Linked DNA regions of Bombyx mori: region 2 is linked to region 1. The links are chromatin contacts, called in public Hi-C maps. All regions are on one chromosome and are shown on one strand. Each heading gives the region's core, a stretch centred on a gene start, on an enhancer-like site or on the middle of the called end of the contact. The rest is flanking DNA. Distances are from core to core; before and after follow the strand shown. Region 1 overlaps LOC101741421 (inositol 1,4,5-trisphosphate receptor). Region 2 overlaps LOC101741421 (inositol 1,4,5-trisphosphate receptor).

What was found. Hi-C and Micro-C count contacts between places; a contact is called where the count stands out from the background.
Region 2: a Hi-C map of whole pupa shows a contact between it and region 1, with 1.9 times the contacts expected there. The contact joins two enhancer-like sites. A contact is called at or near these places in 2 of 7 Hi-C or Micro-C datasets (both in whole pupa).

What each region holds. Positions count from the first base shown.
Region 1 is chr27:2,135,942-2,143,252 of ASM3026992v2, reverse strand. LOC101741421 (inositol 1,4,5-trisphosphate receptor) reads left to right here. Exons shown (of 59, transcript XM_062676440.1): 41 at 422-562; 42 at 1,541-1,632; 43 at 2,392-2,518; 44 at 2,646-2,759; 45 at 3,619-3,761; 46 at 4,501-4,681; 47 at 7,248-7,311. Among protein-coding and RNA genes, the nearest start is that of TRNAM-CAU, 5.5 kb to the right of the region's middle. Within about 2 kb of position 2,717, at least 1 of the 8 cell types and tissues checked has open chromatin away from gene starts, as enhancers often do.
Region 2 is chr27:2,173,950-2,181,102 of ASM3026992v2, reverse strand. LOC101741421 (inositol 1,4,5-trisphosphate receptor) reads left to right here. Exons shown (of 59, transcript XM_062676440.1): 5 at 955-1,074; 6 at 1,746-1,863; 7 at 2,645-2,757; 8 at 4,628-4,858; 9 at 5,625-5,737; 10 at 6,296-6,436; 11 at 6,747-6,831. Among protein-coding and RNA genes, the nearest start is that of LOC101741421, 42 kb to the left of the region's middle. Within about 2 kb of position 5,637, at least 1 of the 8 cell types and tissues checked has open chromatin away from gene starts, as enhancers often do.

The DNA of each region.
Region 1 (7,311 bases), core at 1,468-3,967:
TACATTCATCCCTTTCACTCTAAACGTTCCGTTTCCCACAACGTTACGTTTATTTTGAACAATACAGGATAAGGAAATTTGTCACAAACGTTTTTGTTTTTAAAAAACAATGTTATTCAAGTGTCGTGGCATGTAATGTTCTCACAGCTCCAAATTAAAATGTACAACAATTTCGCTGAAGCTAAATGTTTTCTGAAATATAAATAATATAAAAAGTATATTTAGGACCGCATGTTAAATCTGTAATTATCAAAGTAATGAGACCCTCTATTAATATATCGAATAAGAGCTTGCTCGTTGTCTGTTTATTTGTAAAAAAATGCACTTACCGCTGCCTGTTGCAAAAGCTATTTGTAATAATAATATTCGATATTCAATCGAGATTAATTCGAGATTAAATGAAGTTTATTACACGATACAGCTAAAGTCTTGATGCGGACCGGCCAAACTCTGGCGCAAGTCCAAGCACACCTGGACAAGGAAGGCGCCTCTGACCTGGTCGTGGACCTCGTCATCAAAAGCACCAACCGCCCCGCCATATTCCTTGAGGCCATACAGCTGGGTGAGTTCACGTGGTCTCTTTAAATATTTGAATATAACTTATTATACTTTTAAAACCGACCGACGACTTTTAAAATAACCGACTTTACGCACGTTGTGTTCACACCCCAAAATGATAAGTTTAAAAGTGTATTCATCATTTCTATTTAAATTAAATGTTAACGTGTGTAGATGTTATCCAATTGTGTGAATCTAATAAATAAATCAAAAATTAAAAACACTTATTATAATTAATAATATCGGTAATAAAAATCAAACCCGCACAAAATCTAATTTCCGTAATTGGTGGTGATAAGGTGTCTGGTGAGTCCGCACCGGTAGGTACCACCACCCCGCCTATTTCTGCCGTGAAGCAGTAATGTATTTCCATTTGAAGGGCGGGATAGCCGTTGTACTGTAAAAACGGACACTTGAAACCCATGTCTCATGGAGGGTGACATCATTAATGATGTCGATGGTGACCACCGTTGACCACCTAATACCAGGAGGGCCGTGAGCCCGTTCGCTAATCTTAGCCAGTAAACAAAAATTTTTAAAACCCAATAAATATAACAGATTTATAATGATATAATTGTAATTAGAACTAGTATTACGGTTTAATCTCGCGTTTCGCCCACAACCACAGAAAGACCTTGGCTCGTCAAGAACTTCCGTAAATAAACGAACATTTAAGCCGTGATATTAGGTTCCTGTTAAAACTGGCCGTCAGGGACAGGAATGTGGACAATGGTAGTGAGAATGACGCGCATTGATGGAGGCCCTTGAAAACACCCCAAGGTCGCACGCAAGTCGGCTGGAATTCTCCAGATAATGTATAGCTGGGGTATAGCTCGCTTTTCCCCCAGCCCTATTTCTGTGGTAACAATATATAGGATGCGGAATCGCTACCTACTGTGGAGACTTCTATCCATTCATAGAGCTGAATGCAAATTAAATATCTATATTTCCAATCGAATATAATGTTAATCGAATTTTCCAGGAATCGCTCTTCTAGAAGGGGGCAACCCTATAATACAGCAAAGCATTTACACTAAACTACAAAACGGAGAAATATCTCAAGCATTTTTGAAGGTAACTTCATTTATTCATTCACCTATCTATATATTAATACGTGAAGCAAAAACTTTGTATCCCTTTTTACGAAAATGGCGTGGACGGAGGAGTATGAAATTTTCCACACTTATACAGAATATAGAGAAGAAGTGCACAATGCTAATATTTTTTTAAAATAATGCATAAAAGATACATTAAATCAATAAAGAAAACATTACACACACTACATACCATGTATTTGACGCACACACGCATGCATACTATTTATTGTCAAACTTTTGTTCTTGACGTCTGTGGTCAAATTGGGAATAGATTAAATATTGTTTGTCTTTGTTAATTTTTTTATAGAGTAGCTGTGGCGAAATTTGTGATGATAGAAGTATAAAATACAATCATGATAGTGTACAAACATACAATTCCAATTAATTATTATAGTCGAATTTCGACTACTGTGGGACCTCTAGTACATATTATATCTTGTCTTGTCTTGTCTTGTGAGTTCGCACGGGTAGGTACCACTACTCTGCCTAGTTCTGCCGTGAAGCAGTGATGCGTTTCAGTTTTACGTTTACAATACGTTATAGATGTCTATGAGCTCAAGTAACCACTTAACACCAGGCGGGTCGTGATCTAACCCACCTGTCTAAGCAATTAAAAAAACTTATCTTACATTAATTGAAAAGATAATTGTTCCACTGTTCGTAAACGATTTCTTAAAGCTTAGTAACCAGGCAGGACTCTTAACAGAATTAACCTAATCATTCTCGTTCTCACCAGGTGTTCTATGATAAAATGCGTGAAGCACAACAAGAGATCAGGTCGCTCGCGGCCAGCAGCACCACCGCCGCCGGCGCCGACAAGCAGCGGGCCCCGCACGCGGACGCCAAGAAGCCGCTTGAAAACGGTAACTCCTCGACCTCAACCAATGTCTTTACCATGACCAATAACTATCACGTGTCACATAACAATCATTAGCGTATTTGCAAAGAGCTGTATGTCACATACTGTGATATTCGTTTTTATTGTTCCAGGGGTGAAGTCGAGTCCGGGGCCGCTGGTGGTGGGCGAGGAGATGGATGAGGAGGTGAACAGCGCGTGCGGCACCGCGGTGCACGCCTACTCCGACGTGCACACCATATCGCACGGTAACTGTCGCGCACTGACTCCTCGCCGGACCTGGTGGTGGAATTGTTTGAGATTATCCCCTCATCTCCTTTTTATCATCGCACCTCCCGCCATCAGAGCAGAGTTCATCCATATCATCTGGAACCGCTGCGTTCATCGACAGCTCATACATTTCCAGAGGTCTTTTTTGTCACGTACCATCCGGCTATGGAATGAGCTCCCCTCCACGGTGTTTCCTGAGTGCTATGACATGTCCTTCTTTAAAAGAGGCTTGTGGAGAGTATTAAATGGTAAACAGCGGCTTGGCTCTGCCCCTGGCATTGCTGAAGTCCATGGGCGACGGTAGCCACTCACCATCAGGTGGGCCGTGTGCTCGTCTGCCTACAAGGGCAATAAATATAAAATAAAAAAAGACCCAAGTACCGCTCTTACTAGGGCAGATGTTAGCAAATTCACTCAGGCTGAGCTCCGTGAACCCTAACAACCAAAAGGAAGCCTCTGCAGGATACCGTAAGATAAATGAAAAAAAAATTGGCTTCCCTACTATTTTCAAATGGGGCGGATACTCTCGTTGAACTTATCTCATGGTGGGTGGCGCATTTACATTGTAGTTGTCCATGGGCTCCAGTAACCACTTAACATCAGGTAGGCTGTGAGCTCGTCCACCCATCTAAGCTATAAAAAAAAACCTTTATTTTTTATTTTTTTTATTTTATTTTTTATATCATATCTCAGACACCAGCAGCCTTTTTTTTCTTTCTTTTCTTCTCTTTTCTTTTCCACCAGCATCTCATGTTCCACTCATTTAATTACTAGATTGTATTTAGATAGAGAGAGATAGACATAGATCCAGTAGTGACGCGAGGTGTGCGCCCGCAGGTAGCACGGCGCTGGAAGAGATCATGTGCGAAAAGAAGCGGGAGTCCAGCAACTCGGACGTGCTGCCCCCCAAGGTGGCCGTCATGAAGCCCATACTCCGCTTCCTCCAGCTCTTGTGTGAAAACCACAACCCTGATCTACAGGTGATTATAATAAATAATAATAATATTTATTCAAGCCTCTTAAAATACAAACACGTACAAGAATTCTTAACACTAGTATAATAATATACATGGCTTTTTTATGAGGTATACAATAACAATATTCCTTGACTTTTATGCTAGGAAAACCTGTGACTATGACTATTATGACTGTGACTCTCCTATTGAACCTTGATGCGTCTGCAGATTTTCAAGTTAATCCTGCTTCCTGAAGTTAGTAAGAATTATATTTAAAAACCATTATATAGATAGATCCTGTTACCTGACATGATGACCGATGGCAACACTCTAAACACTTTGACTGTTCTTACCGACATAACATTAAGATAGAAAATTATTATCATAATTTTTAGTTTGACGTAATCTAAAAAAAAACATGTTATTTTAGATTTAGTCTCTATATCTAAAAATGAATTGCTGTTCGTTAGTGTCCCTAAAACTCGAGAACGGCTGGACCGATATAGCTAATTTTGGTCTTGAATTATTTGTGGAAGTCCAAAGAAGGCTTAAAAAGTAGATAAATATGAAAATGCTCGGAATTAAATAAAAATAATAATTTAGTTTTTCCTTTGATGTGTCCCCCGTCGAACCGATTCCTTTTGTTTGTTTTAAGTTTATTTTATACAAAAGTTTAGGTATTTGTTAATCGATTGAGGCAGTACAAAGTCTGCCGGGTCAGCTAGTAAGAACTAAATTTACTCGGATTTTTACTGTTGTACAGAACCTACTAAGAAACCAAAACAACAAATCGAACTACAACCTCGTGTCGGAGACGTTGATGTTCTTGGACTGCATCTGCGGCTCTACGACCGGCGGCCTCGGACTCCTCGGACTCTACATCAACGAGGGGAACGTCTCCCTTATCAACCAGACGTTGGAAACTCTTACTGAATACTGTCAAGGTGATCCCGCAACACGCGTCTCATAGGAATTAGTTCGTTGTGTACTGATTAAGTCTTTTCAAGATTTCTGAAGTGAAACTTCTTTAAGAGAGTTGAAAGTAAGATTCGTTACGGCTTGAGAGAAAAGATACAATTTAGGACGAACAAGAGTGAGACAATAGACAAAGCGTCTCGCGAACCACTCGACCGTGGAGAGAGGAAAAGGACAAAGCGAACTAAATCGTTTCTCTTATACACAGCATTCCTTGTTACAAGAGAAATTTGATTTAAGGATGAAAATGTAGCAAACCACAATACTAAAGAGCGCAAAAGAAGTTTCACTTCTTTCACGTGCACTGTACGAGTCATGTATCGTACAGGGCCAGCGCGCACATCATATTGCAGACCCATGCATTTTACGTCAAAATCATTAATTTTCGAGTCAGTTCGTGTACCGCCATCAGCAAGGCGTCGCGTACTCGCATAATGTCATTGTTATCATATAAATAATCATAATCAGCATACTCCTATCAATAAACAATTAATCAATATCGGAGTTGTTATGATTATCACAGCAGAGGGTTGTGCGGACAAACCGTACATGCACCATGTTGCACGCGCGCCATTTTTTATATAAAGAGTGTGTCTTTTTTACAAAACCTTGATACCTAAAAAGAATTGTGTAAATACTTTCTTATTACTCTATACTCTTTTTCAAGCTCGATTGTAATCTAAACTGAAGCAAATTCTTCTTAATCTATGTTCCTAGTCAGGATTCGATCTCGTTGATATAGAAAAAAGAACACACTATTATTAGACTAATAAGGCTCATTTCTGTGGCAGATAACTTATTTATTGCGTTGTAATTGCAAAAGAATTTTTCTTCATATATTTTATTTATTAAATCTGTGCAACATGAGACAAATGTACAAGCTACTGGTGGACCTCTTGTGAGTCCGCGCGGGTAGGTACCACCACCCTGCCTATTTCTGCCGTGAAGCAGTAATGCGTTTCGGTTTGAAGGGTAGGGCGGCCGTTGTAACTATACTTGATACCTAAGAACTTATATCTCAAGGTGGGTGGCGCATTTACGTTGTAGATGTCTATGGGCTCCAGTAACCAAACACCAGGAGCTCGTTCATTCATCTCTGCAATAAAAAACAAAAAAAAACGAACCTTATTCATAGATTTTTGTATCTAACTTAGTCGTCGTGTGGAGCGACCTTTATTTACATTTTAATATTATTATTAATTTATTTATTCAATCAATTAATTGTATATTAATGACATATTGAGTTATTGTGCAATAATTAATGATTTTCTAATTTATAAATGTGTGGTTTTGATTCTACATGAATGTTCCTACACAGTGGAAGTTGTTTATGAATTTTCTATATCAGTACACGTTTAGAAAATTTCTCGTCACAAGTGCGTCGAGCGTCTCGCCTGTTAGGCCACCAACCCCCAGTGAAGTCGGAGTGTAATTGAATATGCAATTTCGATAAGGACACATCTCTGAAAATGTAAAATGTTCAGGAAATGAAAAAAACCCTGATTATTTTCTAAAGCAGTGTAAAATTTAAAATATTAACTTTTGATATATATTTTAGTGTTAATTAGCAATTGAAAATTACTGGAATTATTATAAAACGGGTGTAGGTGAGCCTCAAAACTACATGTATATGAAAAAACGTATTTTACAGAATATGCGACATGTGCCCTTTTCGAAATTGCATATTTTTTATTTTATTTTAATGCTTAGATGGGTGAACGAGCTCACAGCCCACCTGGTGTTAAGTGGTTACTGGAGTCCATAGATATCTGCGCAAATGCGCCATCCACCTTGAGATATAAGTTCTAAGGTCTCTAGTATACCTACAACGGCTGCCCCACCCTTCAAATCGAAACGCATTACTGCTTCACGGCAGAAATAGGCAGGGCGGTGGTACCTACCCGCACGGACTCAAAAGAGGTCCTACCACCAGCTATTACGCAAATTATAATTTTGCGGGTTTGATTTTTATTACACGATGTTATTCCTTCACCGTGGAAGTCAATCGTGAACATTGTTGAGTACATATTTCATTAGAAAAATTGGTACCCGCCTGAGATTCGAACACCGGTGCATCGCTCAACACGTATGCACCGGACGTCTTATCCTTTAGGCCACGACGACTTAAAACGGCAGCTTAATGAAGTTTCCGGGCTGCGTCGGAAGAACTGTCTAAATTACATTTAGTGGTTTAGCGGGACGAATAATTTATCTCTCGCTCTCCTATTTGCCGGCCGTCTGGTGTAGTGGTAAGTGACATGGTCTCTACACAAGGGGGTCGCGGGTTCGAATCCCGCCAAGGGAAGATATTTGTGTGATAAATATAAAATATCTTTTCCAGGGTCATGGATGTATATTAAATATAAGTACGTGTATAATAAAAATATTACATTTATTTCCGTTATCTGGTACCTGTAACACAAGTTCTATACGAACTTAGCACGGGACCAGTTAACGTGGCGTGATTGTTAGTTAATAGTTAATATTTATTATAATTATAAAAAAATAAATAAAAAAAAATGCGTTTGTCTCCAGGACCGTGTCACGAAAACCAGAATTGCATAGCGACGCACGAGAGCAACGGGCTGGACATCATCAC
Region 2 (7,153 bases), core at 4,388-6,887, 35 kb before region 1:
TGAGTGTTGGACTCTCTACACCAGTTGCGGGGGCGTTAATGATGAGAATCTTTGTGGGGGTGAGAAATAATAATTTTAAATGCCCAGCGAAGCGGGCGGGTACAGCTAGTATAATTATAAATATAATTTCTTTCTGATACAGACTAGTATACCGATGGTTGTCACTGTCGCACATTGATATCAACAAGGCTGCCAAGCAATGCAACATTATTTTTTTTTGCCTTTTTGTGCAGACTAACATACGGCCCACCTGATGGTGAGTGGTTACCGTTATGGACTTCAGCAATGCCAGGGGCAGACCCAAGCCGCCCTATCGAAAACTGGTAACCGTTCAAACCTTCGTTGTAGAAGGATCTATCTTAGCGCTAGACAAACACGGTGGAGATCATTTCAGAGCGGTTGAAATACAGATGACGGTTTCATAATTCATCAAATAATACCTCAGACCACCGTCCCTTAATCAATAATATTTATTATTTCAAAATTTTACTTTAAAATCTGTGTCTTACAAAGTGACATAAAATTCATTACTTATTTATTTGGCGTTCCGATCAACAGCCATACGATTTTCAGATTAACATATGCTCATATTCATATGCTCGTAATAAATATATATATTAGTTAAGTCGATCTCGTCTGGGCGTAGTTGGAATAGCCCCTTAGGATACCAGCGCCCATGAATCAGCTCGCTGAGTTACTCGCCGGATCTTCTCAGCGGGTCGCGATTCCGATCCGGTAGTAGATTCATTCAAGCAGCTGCTCTTGAGCTTTTAGGTCTCCTTCAGAGGCGCTCGGTCAACTGTTAGCAAATCCCAGCCCTCTTGGCAGAGCCTTCGCTCGCCTACCTGTCCTGGTGAAACTGGAAAGGCCTCCGGGCCACCAGTAATCCTTCAATCATAAAAAAGGATACCAGCGAAGAGATAGGAAAAGATATCGATATCCGATTCGTTACAGCATGCCGCTGAGATCGAGAAGAAGCAGAACGATTTGGAGAATAAGAAACTTCTGGGGACTGTCGTGCAGTACGGCAGCGTCATACAGCTGCTGCACGTCAAGTCTAACAAGTATCTTACGGTGAGTGTAAACTTGCCTTTATAATGCGCTCGATTCGAAACCAGACGTAAATAGTAGTAGTAACCTTGTCTTTATAAATGCGCTCAATTAGAAACCACATTTTTCTTTTTTATTGCTTAGATTAATGGACCAGCTCACGACGCATCCGGTGTTAAGTGATCACCGGAGACTGTAGACATCAACAACGTAAATCCACCAGTAAGGGTTGTTAAAATAAAGAAGGCTTTAGTCGAGAAACTATGGAAAAAAAATAATCTTATTGCATGGATGGATGGACGAGCTCACAGCCCACCTGGTCTTAAGCGGTTACCGGAGCCAATTGACATCTACACCGTAAATGCCGCCACCCACCTTGAGATATGAGTTCTAAGGTCTCAATATAGTTACAACGGCTGTCCCACCCTTCGAACCGAAACGCATTACTGCTTCACGGCAGGAATAGGCAGGGCGGTGGCACCTACCCGTGCGGACAAGACGTCCTATCACTAGTAATATGAATATAACATATAAATGAAAAAATGTGGTTCTGTTTTGTCTCATGCGATAAACGGGAAGCTTCACTGCGTCCCCTAGCATTGCTAAAACCTACCTTCAGATGGACTCTATGATAGTTAGCTTTTAACTGTCCACGGAACTTTGCCAGTTGGTAATGTCATCGTTAATAATTGCAGGTAAATAAGCGACTACCCGCATTGCTCGAGAAGAACGCGATGCGGGTTCATTTGGACGCTAACGGAAATGAGGGCTCCTGGTTTTACGTAATGCCTTTCTACAAATTGCGGTCGACTGGTGAGTAGACTTGACTCGTGACGTCACTGCTTGAATTCATCACTAGTCTTCTGCGACCATGTATACTGTTTTTTTTTTGCCGTTGCATACGAGCATACGGCCCAACTGATGGTGAGTGGTTACCGTCGCCCATGGACTTCAGCAATGCAAAAAATATACCATTAATATAAAAATATACCAAATGCCAAAATCTATATATAATTATACGAAATGTCCGAAATAATATAATGACAATAAAAATAAAAATGAAAACTCGAGATTAAGAGGTAAACGTAGTTTTAATATATCACAACGTGATTGGCGTTTACCTTGAGACATGAGGTCGAAATTTTATGATGAAACGACTACCTCATTCGTTAAGCCGAAACAATCGTCACCTACCCGTGCAGACGCGCATATCGTACACAGAATTAATAAAAATAAATCAAAGTGCCTGTTTGAGTAATGCCAGTGATGACGTCATTTGAGGCTAACAAATGTTGATTGTTAATATCGGTAATTAAAATTTATTTTTTATTTAAAAAAAATCAATCATTATTAGTCAATCATCTAGTCTGTTCTTAGAAATGGTTATTCTATCAAAAAAATAAAAAAAAGTCAATGCCCATTGTGTGCTTATAATGATACTTAGGGAAAGATGAAAGAATTCACTTCACAATAACATCAGAAATCGGTACCTTCTCAAACAAGAAAAAAACACATTTTTTTTATTCTGTTACTTTCCATTGCGTAGTTTTATGGCTTAATGATAATACCAATATGTAGTATTTTCTGTGTACAGGGGACAATGTGGTGGTCGGTGATAAAGTGATAATGAACCCGGTGAATGCGGGACAGCAAGTGTTGCACGTCTCTTCCAACCACGAGCTTCCGGACAACGCCGGCTGTATGGAGGTTAGACAGACGCTCTCGTAATTAAAGACATGAGTGGATGAAGGGGATATGATACAATTTGTTAACCTATATATATTAATACGTGAAGCAAAAACTTTGTATCCTTTTTTACGAAAATTACGCGGACGGAGAAGTATGATATTTCCTACACTTTAGAGAGTATAGAGAAGGAGTGCAGAGTGCTAATATTTTTTTTTAAATTATGCATTAATAATACATTAAATAAATAAATATAAACATTACATACACTACCATGTATTTAACACACACACACATTTATATCTATCCCTTATTTACTGTCAAACTTTTGTCATTGCTTATAAAGTCTGTGGTCAGATTGAGAATAGATTAATATTTGTCTAAAGTGTAGTCTGTAGGCGAAATCTGTGATTATAGAAGCATGATAGTATTTGACAATAAAACCACAATAATATTCAAACTTATAATTTCAACTAGCGACCCGCCCTCGCTTCGCTTCGGAAACATTAAAACACACATGAAACCAAAAAAAAAATAAAAAAAAAAAAAAAAAAAGTAGCCTATGTTCATCAGGGACAATGTCGGCATCTAATGGAAAAATAATTTTTCAAATCGGTCCAGTAGTTTCGGAGCCTATTCGAAACAAACAAACAAACAAATCTTACCTCTTTATAATATTAGTATAGATTAATTATAGTCGAATTTCGACAACTGCGGAGCGACTAGTTTTGAGAAAACGAGCAACAAACTTTTGTTACTTGTACTTTTTCTTTGTACATAACTCCTTCATCACATGCAATTTCTAAAAATAGACTTTAAACCTGAAGTTTTAAGGTCTAATATGGTTTATAGGCACATAACCCGGTCACCGTCCTCGCTGAACCTGTCGCTCGCGACGAAGGGCTCGAGGAGTAAATTAACCCACAGACAGCCCACTGAGCTTCTCGCCGGATCTTCTCCATTGACCCATTGGTCGCGTTTCCGATCCGGTGGTAGATTCTGCGAAGCACTCTAGGGTCAGTGTAAGCAACACTCCCGGTTTGAGCCCCGTGAGCACACCTATATATCAGGATGAGGCTGGGCTAGCCTCTCAAGGTTGCATAGGCAGAAATACATAAAAAAGGCACATAACACTTTAATTTAATGTAAAAACTCAAAAATCTTAAAAATGGTACTTAACCCCTTCACACACTCATGTCTTCAATTACCGTCAAAGGACTCATCACTAAAGCCTGAAGAAAAGTCAACGTCTTATGCTGTATCAGGACGACCGTGATCCGTTTCAGGAATTTTATCGGATCCGGCACTTAATTGAACCACGAGCTCTTCTGGACTAACAAAAATACAATACTTAATTTGCTATTGTTTTAGAAAATTCAAATGCAATGCATCGTGATCAGACCGTGAGGTCACTGACCCCGGCCGACCTCAGTTAAAATTTATTTGTCATACAACGCGTGCAGTGTAAAAACATTATCTCCGATCTTTCAAATCGAAATGAGTGTTATCTTTGTAATAGAAACAGACAGGGTTGTGGCTAGGACTTGTGCTGAATCAAAATAGACCTTAACGCTAGTGCTCAAGATAAGAATTAATGATGGCAGTAAAGGACCTGGTGTTAAGTGGTTACTGGATCCCATGGACATCTACAACGGAAATGCGCCACCCACCTTGAGATATAATCTCTAAGATCTCAGTATAATTACAACGGCTGCCCCACCCTTCAAACCGAAACGCATTACTGCTACACGGCAGAAATAGGCAGGGTGGTGGTACCTACCCGCGCGGACTCACAAGAGGTCCTACTACCACTACAAAATCGGATAAATAAAAAATAAAAAATAAAAAACCTTTTCCATCCCCAACATACAATATCAAATATCTCCCACAGGTGAATGTAGTCAATTCCTCCACATCCTGGAAAGTCACCTTATTTCTCGAGCACAAAGAGAACCAGGAGGAGATATTGAAAGGTGGCGACGTGGTGAGGCTGTTCCATGCAGAGCAAGAGAAGTTCCTCACTATGGACGAGTACCAGAAACGGCAGCACGTGTTCCTGAGGACCACGGGTCGATCCAGCGCCACCGCCGCGACCAGCAGCAAAGCGCTGTGGGAGATTGAGGTATGTAAATAGTTTTTATCACATACACATCCGGTAAAAAAATCATTATTTTATTATTTTTTTATTTTGCGGATGCCCCTAAACTTATATGTTATTAAAGTTAAGACATTATTGTGTAACTAAACATAGAAAATAAAAAAATCATAAATCATACAAGTTTTTATTTGTTATAGACAAATTGATTAAATTTTATCAATTAGTGGTTTCTGAAAATTTACAAAATCCTTCATTAAAAATAAAATATAGGATAGGTAATATGTTACTGTCATCTACAGGAGCAATGAGAAACTGATCGTTAAGTGTTAAGTGGTTACTGGAGCACATAGACATCTACGACGTAAATGCGCCACCCACCTTGAGATATAAGTTCTAAAATCTCAGTATAATTTCAACGGCTGCCCCACCCTTCAAACCGAAACGCATTACTGCTATACGGCAGAAATAGGCAGGGCGGTGGTATCTACCCGCGCGGACTCACAAGAGGTCCTACCACCAGTTAAATTACGCCTATATCGTGCTTTTTTTTCCCTACCTACCTGAGAGCCTTGAGAAGCTATGTGAGCGTAACCTTAACTAGTAGGTGAGCTCACGGGGCTCAAACCGGAGTGTTGCTAACACTGGCCCTAGTAAGAGCCGTGCTTCGCAGAATCTACCACCGGATTGGAAACGCGACCCACTGAGAAGATCCGGCGAGAAACTCAGTGGGCTGTGAGGGTTATATTGTACTATGATGTGACGATGATGAGATCCGGCGTCCTTGTCCCAGGTGGTGCAGCACGACCCGTGCCGCGGCGGCGCTGGACACTGGAACTCCATCTTCAGGTTCAAGCACCTCGCCACCGGACACTACCTGGCGGCCGAGGCGTGCAACCGCCCACAGTTAGTAGCATATTGCGGTTTTACGTGTACTACCTGAACACAAATATGTTCATATATTGTGGTAATCCTCCTCCTCATTGCTGTGAATCATGATGCGCCCACCTGTGACCTTTTTTTTGTAGAAATCTTAGAAATACTTAAATAATATTTTTTTAAATGTTTCAAAACTTGTGAGGTGTGGTTAACTTTAAAAAATATATATACCAATTTTAAAAACTAAATGTGTGGGTAGTATGTAATAAAGCTCCAAGAAATCCGGAAAGCGAATAACAATACAGTGGCCTTGTACATACTATTTTGTAATTTAATTTTGTTTTTAATTACATATTTAATAATGTTCTTATTTTATTTATGTAATTTTGCCGTTATAATTATTATTATTTATCAAAAAGAGATAGTTTATGCGCGGTGATGAATCAGCAAGTAAGTTGAAATTGAATAAGTGCGAAGTGACGATGATAAAGTTATTGTCACAATATTCATCTCTGTGATACCCTTCACTAACATTATTAAATTAATTTGAACCATAAGTCACTACAGTTAAGGTTCGTTTCACAGCGACGGGCCACTAGAAGCGGGCGAGCCGGCCTACCAGCTGGTCCCTGTCCCGCATTCATCGGAGATCGCAACACTTTTCGAACTGGACCCGACCACGATGACGCACTCTGACGCCCCCGTGCCGCAGAGTAGTTACGTTAGGTAGATGTGACTTTTGAAAGCTAATGTCCCCTACGAGATGGGTTAGTAAATGAAATGCAAGTCAGTGGAATTAACAATAGGGACACATGTTCCGCGGGCAGTAAGCTTCTTTCATTAAACTGCTTTCAAGGGCTTTTTTCGACATACTACTTTTTTTAAGGGATTTTATGACCTGGTAACTAAGATCTTTAGGTCAAGTCTTATTTTAATTTATATTATTATTTTATGAAAAGTGATAATATGGAGTAATTTTTTTTTACCAATTTTGTATATATATAATATAGATTACACCATTTAATTCCGATTGTAGATTACAACATTTATGCACGCACACATGGGTCCACTCAACGTCGATACCAATTGACAAAGATGAAGAAAAACCGGTTATGTCAAAGGTGAGAGTATTCTTAAACATATGTTTTAGCTGTTTAATCATTATTGGACCTTGTGGATAAACCCCGCCATGAGACATGAGGTCAGGTCTCAATAAAATATATATTTATTACACTTGGAACCGAAACTGGCAGGACGGTGGTACCTACCCTGTACATCTATCTCACTGATGGATTAATTTGAATCAATGAATCAGATAAACAGGGCCGCACTCGGCATCTACCTTTGCGTTTCATCTCACAAATCTGACCAATAAATTTGGCCTTTAAATTTCAAAGTCATTATCATTGAATTCAAGATGTCCGGTTAACTTGACACACGAAT